2 separate regions of the Mustela erminea genome follow, and region 2 is linked to region 1. A link is a contact called in public Hi-C data. All regions are on one chromosome and are shown on one strand. Each heading gives the region's core, a stretch centred on a gene start, on an enhancer-like site or on the middle of the called end of the contact. The rest is flanking DNA. Distances are from core to core; before and after follow the strand shown.

Region 1 (4,964 bases), core at 1,504-4,003:
ACCTGCCTCTTACAGTAAAACAGGGATTTGCAGCAGTGATATGGAACCCTGAACTCACTCTTGGCATGCCAGGGGCCACAGTCTGGTTCCTAAATTACTTAAACAACCCAACCAACAAAAGAGTATGATTTGGCAGGTTTCAACATAAACAGCTAGAGCCCAGCACCTGTTCCACTTAAACAGCACATCATTACAGTTAAAAACAACAACAAATCTCTCTCATGAAGCAAATGCTAATCTCATGATGCTTCACCATGGAGCAATTTAGAAGAGTTATTATATGAAATGTGCCAAAGCATGAATTTATGGCTGATGCTTATTTGGCAAATACGGTTGGCACGGTTAGATGTTGCAAAACATGTATGCAAATAAGCAAATAAAAGTTTTTAAGCTCTCAGACTTAAATATTTACATTACCATAAATGTACAAAGATAAATGTTTATATGAGTACACATATAATGCATTCCAGGAACACATTTTTTAATGTGATTGTCAGAAACAGTTATGAAGTGGCATTATTTCTTTATGGGCCTCAGGGCAGACTCTTAAAAATGAATTCTGACAGAATGTTAATGGGGTACAAACATTAGCAAGGAAGTTTCTCTGTACTGGGTAAAAGGAATACTCATAATACCATAACAGTTCAAAGCAATCTTATCTTTTCCTTTCGCCAAAATATTTTCTTCCCATCCTGGAACCCAGCCAAACATAAATATCAGCCCCTAAAAGGGAGATAAAGGATAGAAAGGAGGACCACACATCACAAAGCCTCAAAGAAAATAATTTGACATTTTTTTCCCCACATAATATGATCAAGTTAGAGTCTCCAAAATAAAGACATGATAAAATACTTCCCCCTCTGACAGCTATGGAAAGATGTTTGTTTTTTCACATAGTTTTTGAGTTGGTCATAGCCAAAACTCACTAGGAATGGTATGAATTCTGCTTCCATTGTTAACTATTAATCTCTGGGCCAAAGCTATACCTCCCATCTTCAATGCCACAAAAATGTACCATACCTGCCATTATAGCTTACTAAAAGAGTCACAGAAGAGAAGAAGTGACAGGCACTTCAGAAAGTAATTAAGGTAGTCAGTGAATTGAGCTATCTGGAAAAGCTCCGAGATTACAGGAGAGGCCATCATGCAGCAACTAACTATCCAAGACTTCTCATGGAAAGTTTTACCCCTGTGCATAATTCACGTTTTTCACTTTCACACTATAGAGAGCAATATGGGTTCTCCCACTACACACATTCCTACATTATTTCATTTATCAGGATAAAAAGACGCTGTGGCTGAACAAAAAATCAGTACCCAAAACAGGCCCCAAAACAGAATCCTGGTGGCAAACACGATTCAGGTGAAAAGCTGTTGACATACATCATCCAAAGACCTAAAAATAGCCTTTTATGTAAGTCTCCAAATACTTAATTCAACGCTTAATCTTACCACATTTAACAGAGTCAGAAGAAAAATGTATTAGGTTTTCTACAGCAAAGCCAATAAAGATGAAATCATAGTTTTCTTTTAACTCGTCACTATCCCCTCAACGCCAGCCTTCTAATAACTCCAATCCACAGCTCTCAAATTCCTAAACTTGGATCTTGGGCGGGGGGGGGGGGGGGTGGGGGGGGGACGGATGGCGAAAAAGTACCATTTAAAGGTGGGAAATCTCCTTCCTGTTGCTCTCAGCTGTCTTTAACATTGTCAAAGGTCGAAAAACGAAATCAAATTCTCAGACCGATGGTGCAGAGACAGCGAGGGGGAGGCATGGGGGTTCAGACTGCTAGTCCTCAACGCGGAAGGTAAGAAAAGTAGCAAGAACGGATGAGTCAAAGGGCAAAGGAGAAATAAACTGACCAACCGAACCACTGAAAATTCCCAAACAACCCAGCAAACCCGCACGTTAGCGGCCTCACAAACCGCAGGGCCAAGGGAGTGGGCAAAGAGCCCCCGGGTTTCGTCCCGGCGCGGCCGGCGAGCCTGCGCCGGATCCGCCCGGGTTTGGAGCAGGATGACCGTGTAGACTTAGCAAAGAGAGAGAGAAGCCCTTCCTGCCCCAGTCTCCCCGCATCCAGCTCTTTACAGGCTTCCCTTTCCCCAGCAGCCTCCCAGCCGCGCCCGGGGGCGTCCCTCTTCTCCAGGTCCCAACTTTCCCTCCTCTGGGGGGCGCCGAGCTACCGGGGCCGCCGCCGCCGGCGCTGTAGGGGGCGGGGGCGGCGGCGGCTAGCCCCGGGAGCGGCGGGGCTCGGGGGTGGCCGCAGAGCCCGCGCCAGGCGGGACACACCGGCCGCCTGGGCCCCCGCGGCGGCGCCACTCGACCCCGAGCCGCCCCGCCCGGATTCCCCCGGGTCAGCGCCCTCACCCCAGGACGACCGTGGTCCCCCAAATCGGCGCCGGAGGAGAAGGGAACCAAGGGGACGCGGGGAGCCCTGCCCCCGTTACCTGAAAGGCGCACATGCCGCTGTGGTGACCACCATCGCCGGCCGTCCCGTCCCCTTCCTGGTGACCGCTGCCGCCTCCACCGAGCAACTGACACTGACTAACAAGTAACTAACTACTCGCCGCCGCCGAGTCTGCCGCGCGCTCCCGGCCGCCCGCCGCCCGCCCAGCCCACCAGCCTGCCAGCCTCCTCCCAGCCCAGCGCGCCACCCCTCTGCGCGCACACTCGCCGCCGCGCTCCCTAGGGAAGAGCACGCGCGCGCGCACGAGCCCTCGGCCGTCGGCCCCTCTCACCAGCCTCACTTCGGCCCCGCGGGAGGAGTCACCGTGACGCCCCTCCTCTCGCGTTCCTACCTCCAGAGGATGAGCCTATGAGGGCACCTGACTGGCGACGGGGGCGTGGCCAAAGGAAGAGGGCAGGACAAGCAGGACCTTGGTCCAAAGTGAAGGGAAATTTTGGTTCCATTAAGTTCCAGAGGAAAAGGGCAACAGAGTATTGGCCCTTTGGGTGCCGAAGTCCCTTGATCAGTCTGCTCTCGAATACAAAACATGTGTTTCCAAGGATTCCAGTATATAGCAGTTACCGATTCCTTTCTGCAGGCCTTAGCAGTTTAAAAAACTACATCTCCCAGAAACCTCCGCGAAAGTAGACTCACCTTGCGTAATCACGTAGTCCTTCGCCGCATTTGAACAAAATAATCCCTTCGTTTTTCTGAAGGTGTGGGAAATAATATTCCATTTTTCTCCCCACCGGAACAATTTTAAATGTTATTGCGCTAAGAAAAGTTACCTATGAGAAGATGGTTAAGCGACTAGGTAAAGGGAAAGAAAATATGACAAAATAAAGTGCTGCGGATGAATTTTTTTCCATGCTGTGAGGCGACGGAGTGAGAAGAGTGAAGGCGATTGAGAGGGGCTCAGGGAATTGTCCTCTGTGCAAGGGACTTTCTATAGGCCCCAGGCCCCTGCCTGCCCCTATCGTCAGCAGGTCAGTAAGCACGGCGAGCTTCGGGGTGGCCACAGTGGAGGTGCCCTTCACCCCCTTGAGGATCATCTCTCTTTTGCTGTTGTTACTGGTTTGTCTCGGTTTAAGGCCGACTGAATGGGGGCGCTTCACTTCCGGTTGGGGGAAGGGAGGAAGGCAGTCCAAGGGGAGGGGGAAGACAGAACTCATTTCCTGTGGGGGTAGGGTGATGGTTTGGGGGTGTCCGACCCACTTCAGTGCCGGCGAAGGCTTGAAAAGGTGGTACTTGGTGCCATTTGCATAGATGGTCTCTTAAAGTTTTAGGATTTTGTTTTATGTGAAAAGTTAGGTTATTCCACGAAGTTGTGCTAATCACCAGCCTCCAGTCAGAATTTTTGAGTTTTATTTCCACGTGTAAGATGGAAAATTTGCTCCCTCCAGTTGTTTAATGCGTTCATCACAGTATTGGAAGACCCTCGTTAAAACTTCTGCGCTCTACAAGACATACTTTATTGTGTAATTAATGGATTCTCTACCTCTGCTCCCCTACTCAAGTCCAACCTTATTTGAGTGAGGTATAGTGGTGTGTTCTGTCTAGGCATGCCACCCGAACTCTGTAGGTGCTCTTTTAAGGAGGTCGTTTATTATAGGACTCGGTGTTTTGAGGCATTTTCACCTTATAAGAGTGGAAGTATCGTACTGAAGTACTAAAATACTTGGTATTACCTTAACTGGTATGATGAGGGTCTTACATTCCTAGACCTGTTGATTTGAGGCTACAGCTTTTGCCCTGTATCTGAAAACAACTTCCCCTAACCTTAAAAATTCTTACATGTAACTTTCATGTAGCACTTGTGAGAGTTGTGCGCTGGTATATTTTTCCCCTTGGTAATTTAATTACTTTCAGCACCGATTAAAAACTGGTATCTGCTGTTTGTGTTTTCAAACCATGGTGCAAGAGTCATGATACTAAGCTAGATTTTAAGCATGCAGGACATTTGGCTCACAGAGGACAAAGGTGAATAAGACAGAATTTTTTATTTTTCCTATGTTCTCAATGCTTTATAAGAAACGATATGTAGAGTGGTAATAAATACTCAACAATTTAGATTTCTTGGCTTCTCTATTCAAATATCGCTGTGTGGGTGTGTGGGTGTGTGGGTGTGGGTGTGTGTGTACTGAAGGAATCAATCTGGAGCCTATGAGATCGCAATTTCAGTGATTTTAGAATACCAAGTGAACTGTAATGTCTTTAAAGGATTTTTAAAAGAATAAGGCCTGTGTATTTTTTCCTTTGGGATTTGTTACCTACTCTATCCTCAGAATTTGCAGTTGTTTTAATTCTAGTTCTTTTTTTTTTTTTTTTAAGATTTTATTTGTTTATTTGACAGAGAGAGATTACAAGTAGGCAGAGAGGCAGGCAGAGAGAGAGAGGGAAGCAGGCTCTCCGCTGAGCAGAGAGACCGATGCAGGACTTTATCCCAGGACACTGAGATCATGACCTGAGCCGAAGGCAGAGGCTTAACCCACTGAGCCACCCAGGCACCCTAATTCT
Region 2 (4,964 bases), core at 1,375-3,874, 89 kb after region 1:
AGAAGAATGGAGGGGAGGAGAGGCTGCAGTAAATCTCGGTGGGCGGTAGAATGAGCACAGTGAGTGACAGCTGGCGGTGGGAAGGAGGGAGGACAGAGGGCAGCTGTGCAGGAATCTCCAGCTTCAAACAGATCCAGAGAGGCGCCGTTGGTGGGGATGGACAGTCTGGAGAAGGAGCAGACGGGGCAGGCAGGAATGTCTACAAATCAGAGATCTCCGTGGGCACATTCATCTGAGATGCAGGAGGCTAGGTGTTAAATCAGCATCTAGAGCTACAATTCTGAAGCTTAAAGATAGGTCCGGACTTGGGGTGACTTTTACTGAAGACCCCTAAGGACGCATTCAGTGTCAGCCCCTTCGTCTCAGATCCTGGCACTGAGCTACAGGCAATAAGTCAGACCCTGCCAACCTCTACCATCCTGACTAAAGACTGCACTCTGATTCTCAGCCCCACTATCAACTCTGACTATTTCTTTGTTCTGCCCCTGATACCAGAACAGCAGCGGGACCAGGTGCCACTTTCTAGGCAGCTTAAGTCAGGCAGTTTCTCTAAAGGTGTTCAGAACATTGAACTTGCAGAGGTTTCTCTCGAGGGATTTCTGCAGGGGGAGCTTTGCATCTATAAAGATGCTAAACATCCTCACGCCTTCCAGTGAATTACTGTCTGTTTATCACGGCCAATTTTATAGCAAATATGATTGGGATATCTACTGATGGTTTCTTAGAACCAGAAGAAAATAACAGGACATACCAAGGGAATTGCAACTAAACATGCTAACGACAGAGAAGGGCTGTAAATTTTAGAAAATTGTAAATTGTGGTCATGCAAAGAAGAGGTTTCACTGTACCCTGAAGATGTGACCCACGGCTAAATGGGGCCAAGATTAATCATGTCTTGGTCTTATACATAAGCCAAAGGAGCTTTTCTAAAGATCATGCCTATTAAAGCAGAGAAGACTTTTCTGGAGGTAATACCATAATGAGCTCCAGGCATTTAATGAGAGACAAGTGCTATTGTTAAAGGGGTAACCTTCAGCATCTAATCTGGAAACGAAGCGGGCCTGCTCGCTCTGCAAAATGAGACCCCAATCCAGTCCACGAGATGAAGAGGACACTCACATTTCTAGATGTGACACTGACTATTTCTTTGTTCTGCCCCTGATACCAGAACAGCAGTGGGACCAGGTGCCACTTTCTAGGCAGCTGGATGCAGGCAAAACTGAAATTTTCCAGATGAGGGAGAAAGGCGTTTATTTTTGTTTTTATAATTAGGAAAGGACGTTACCTGTTAGGAGCAAGGCCCTGACTCCAGGCTGCAGACCCAGAGGCTTCTAAAGGCAGTCAAATAAAAACAGCATTCAGGAACGAAACAGCCTAAGGAGCTTGATGGAGTTTCCCAAAAACCTCCGAGGAATAGACAGCATTCTGGAGAGAGGAGACTTGGCTTCCGTCTCTGTCACAGCTGCTGTCTTCAATGAGGGAAACTGCCTGGCCAGAAAAATATCACCAGGGTGACCCCAGAAAAAGAGCCATCTCACCCTGTTCCCTTTTCTCCAGCCCCCAGAAGTCTCTCGTCTAAGCATTTATGTTGTGTCAGCTCTCACTTTGCTATGCACTAGAAAGTTCCAGGATGCAAGCCTGACCCTCCTTCCCCCAAACTGTCATGTGGACAGGATACTGCCTCACGTCCTGGCCTCCGCTGCCACGTCCTGCCCCACTTGCTGCCTCTGGCTTCCTCTCACAATCCCAGGAGACAGAAAGCAGCAGGGGCAGGAAGGGAGCTAGCAGGGTCTCAGGGGCGGAAACCCTCTGGATGCCTGAGCCCCAGCTGGTTTGCCCTGGGCCTGCCTTTCTGGGTAGAAGCAAGGGCAATCTCCAGCTTCCCCCAAATGTCCCTTTCTTATACCTGCAGCAGCACAAAACAAGCCAGTTCATTGTGTTCTTGGATATAAATATTGATTCTAGGAGGTGTTAACATTCTGTTCATAAAAGAATGTAACACATTTCTCCCACACCATATTAGACTGATGTGTTGTTTGGCCAAGAGAAGTACAGATTGCTGGCTTCTGCGGGAAAATGTGGACATTTAAATGCATGCAGCTTGCGGACGTCTAGGGAACATTCTGGGAATAGCAACCAGGTCCCTTCCCAGGCTTCGGCTCTGCCCTCCTCCAGCCAGTCTCTCCTCTCCCTGCTCCATCGTTTGCAAATGTCACCAGCATTTCTAATCGCTTGCCGTATGGGAAGACGCTTTCTTAGAATTAGATCTTCTTTCCCAATGACCTGGAAACGTGGGCAGTTGCTCTCTTCAGGAAGCCCACAGGGGCAAGGCCAAACATCTTTAGCTTTCTTCCCCTGGGGGAAAGATCTGGGAGGTCCTGCTCTTCTGTTTTCTTTTCCCCCCTCCACGTGGGAGGGAAGGGCAAAGGCTTCAGACCAGAGGTGGTCCCTCTAAGCATTCCACCCGGGCTGAACCAAGCCCAAGACTCCAGTGTGCTGGCTGCCTTGGCAAGGCAAATTCCCCACATTCCACCAGGGCTCTTGAGGGGGAAACTGAACTAATGAGAAAGTGGAATTCTTGATGTGTATTCTCGCTCACTCGGTGCCAGCACGTCTCACACGGACAGATCTTCATCCAACATTTCATAAGAGAGTGGTAGAGCCCATTTCCAGATGTGTGGGAGAGCTGCCCGGGACAGGAGGCTGTTGGGAGAGCCAGCGCCCTCTGCTGCCCTGGCCGGGAAACACCACCACGGTGCGGAGAGACGGGGGCTCAAAAAAGCCTGCGGCTCTGTTCAAGCCCACCACAGACCCACGCTGGTCCAAGGAGGGCCTGCAGCTCCTTGCTATTCAAACGCTGAGTCTGCAAGGAGCTGGCTTCCCTCCGTCTAGCTGGCTCTCTTTATGTTTTGTGCTTTTGAACAAGCCAGAAATGGAGAACATTTATAATAAAACCCCAGCCTCCCACAGCATCCTCTGGTCCTGTGCCCGAGAAGGTGCGGATCGCTGGTGCTGCTCCTGCCCGTGAACCTGGCCAGCAGGCCCGGGCAAGGCAAGGTGAGGAGGGCAGCCTGCCCAGGGAGAGACCTCCCGCCCATCAGCAGCCCTCCGGCCACACCCTTGCCTAAGATTGCAGCTTCCAGAAGTCTTGCCGGCTCCAGAGGCTTGCAGCCGAGGGGAAGTTGCAACTGCCTCACTCAGGCACACTGGCATCTCCAAGGGGCCTCCAGAGCTGGCACAGCCAAGAGCCTGGCTCCGTTTGCAAGCTGAGACCGAGCTGCCGCCCCCTCTGCTCACTGCCTGCCAAGACAGCGATGCAGCCGTGGGTCTCGGGCTGGCTCCAGGGTAGGGCTTGCTGCTGCAGGAGAGACAGAAGAGAGAGAACGGGAGACAGGGAGAGAGCAGTCCTGGTGAAAAATGCTGTGGACGTACTCAGGTGGGAGTGTGGGGAGTCTGGTGAACTGAAAGCCTCCTTGGTCAACCTTGCAGTTTTGCAAAATAGCACAGAACAGTCCATTTTGAGTTGGGGGCAGGGAGCAAGGTTTTAAATTAACTTATTTATTTTACTTACTTATTTTGTTTTGTTTTGTTTTGTTTTTGGCAGACCGACCTCCTCCCTGCTGGGAGAAGAAAGACCCAACCCCCTCGAGCCAACCCCTAACAACAACGCCCTTCTCTCTCTCTGGGACCAATTTCCAGACTGCACAGCGGTCCTGACAAGGTCAATGAGCTGGAGTTGTAAGCAGAAGATCTTTATCTATGTGGGAAATAGGAAAATCATTTGCCTGATAAAAGGAAATACGATAAATAGCCTCGAAATTCCTGGCTGCGTTCCCCCCGGGGCCCCTCCTCCGCTGGAGAAATTGCGCGGGGCAGGAGTCCATGTGCTGCTCCAGCAGGTTTAAAAATAGCACACAGCCCTCTCTTACCTTCCAGAAAGACTTCATTACCGGATCCTCAGCCCTGAGCCCGCAGAGCCGCTGCCGGCGCTCTCCTCTCCCCTTGCTGGGTTTTCCTTTGTTGAAAGCGGTCAGGCGGCGCGCACGACGCGTTTTACTCCCTGGCCAGCTCCTGCTCAGCTCGTCTTGCTCGTGACATGTCTGAAGCTCCAAGAAAGTCCATTGTATTTAATGGGGTGTTAACTCTGTTTATGCTCTGGGACTCGTGCGGTAACTCTACACTCCTGCAAGACAAGCAACTTGAACCTGAAGCCGGCCTCTCCCCCCACACCCACCCCTGTGGGCCCCAGTATCCAGGCCCTCTGGCCCTCCGCACCCGCCCTCCTCTGGCTCAGGTCGCTGAGGAAAGCCTGACCGTGGCTGGAGCAGGGAAACCTGGGGCTCGGAGCCACAGCTGCCACTTGCTGCTGGGACGGGAGGCGGGTCTCTTCATCTCTTAAAGACTTGGTTTTCTCCGCTGTAGAATGGAGGTTTAATTGGGCCCTGCATACCTTGGAAGGCTGTTGAGGTACAATAATGACATCATGAACAAACATTCGGGTGGGTTCTCTCGAAGGCCTCTGTGGTGTGACTCCCAACCCGGCCACTTCTGTATCCCCTTAGAAGCCAGGTGACATCTCCTGACCCTCTCTCCACTAGAACCGGGGCAGGGGGCATCTGTACTGACCGTGAAGTCCATGGATCAGGCTGTGTCTTCACTATGTATCCTGCGGGATGTTCTAAATCCACGACTCCTGCTCTGTTTACTGCTGGGTGTTCTCCCAGGAAGCAGCCTGCTCTTCTTGCCATTTACTTATTCACAGCGCTCGCCCTAAAAGGTACTTAACACAGAAAGGACTAGGTGTTCCCTTCTAGCTCTGGAGCTCGCAGTCTGGATCAAAATGGCCTAAGCCCAGGTAGTTTCTAATACGCTGTAAAGTTCTGTGCGAACTACGTCTTGGGTTATCCCATCTGACCTACAACCTGGTTATCCCATCTGACCCATCCCCACCCCCCCTGCCCCTT

Evidence for each region. A called contact is a pair of places that touch in the nucleus more often than the background predicts.
Region 2: a Hi-C map of spleen shows a contact between it and region 1, with 1.9 times the contacts expected there. The contact joins the enhancer-like site here to the promoter of PEAK1 in region 1. A contact is called at or near these places in 3 of 3 Hi-C or Micro-C datasets (fibroblasts, skeletal muscle and spleen).

What each region holds. Positions count from the first base shown.
Region 1 is chr5:29,928,850-29,933,813 of mMusErm1.Pri, forward strand. PEAK1 (inactive tyrosine-protein kinase PEAK1) reads right to left here and starts at 2,754. Exons shown (of 7, transcript XM_032342363.1): 1 at 2,449-2,754. HMG20A (high mobility group protein 20A) reads left to right here and starts at 3,110. Exons shown (of 10, transcript XM_032342366.1): 1 at 3,110-3,433.
Region 2 is chr5:30,018,202-30,023,165 of mMusErm1.Pri, forward strand. It overlaps a transcript of HMG20A not described here. Among named protein-coding and RNA genes, the nearest start is that of HMG20A, 89 kb to the left of the region's middle. Within about 2 kb of position 2,625, the one cell type or tissue checked has open chromatin away from gene starts, as enhancers often do. A contact at or near this core is called in fibroblasts, where this site is marked.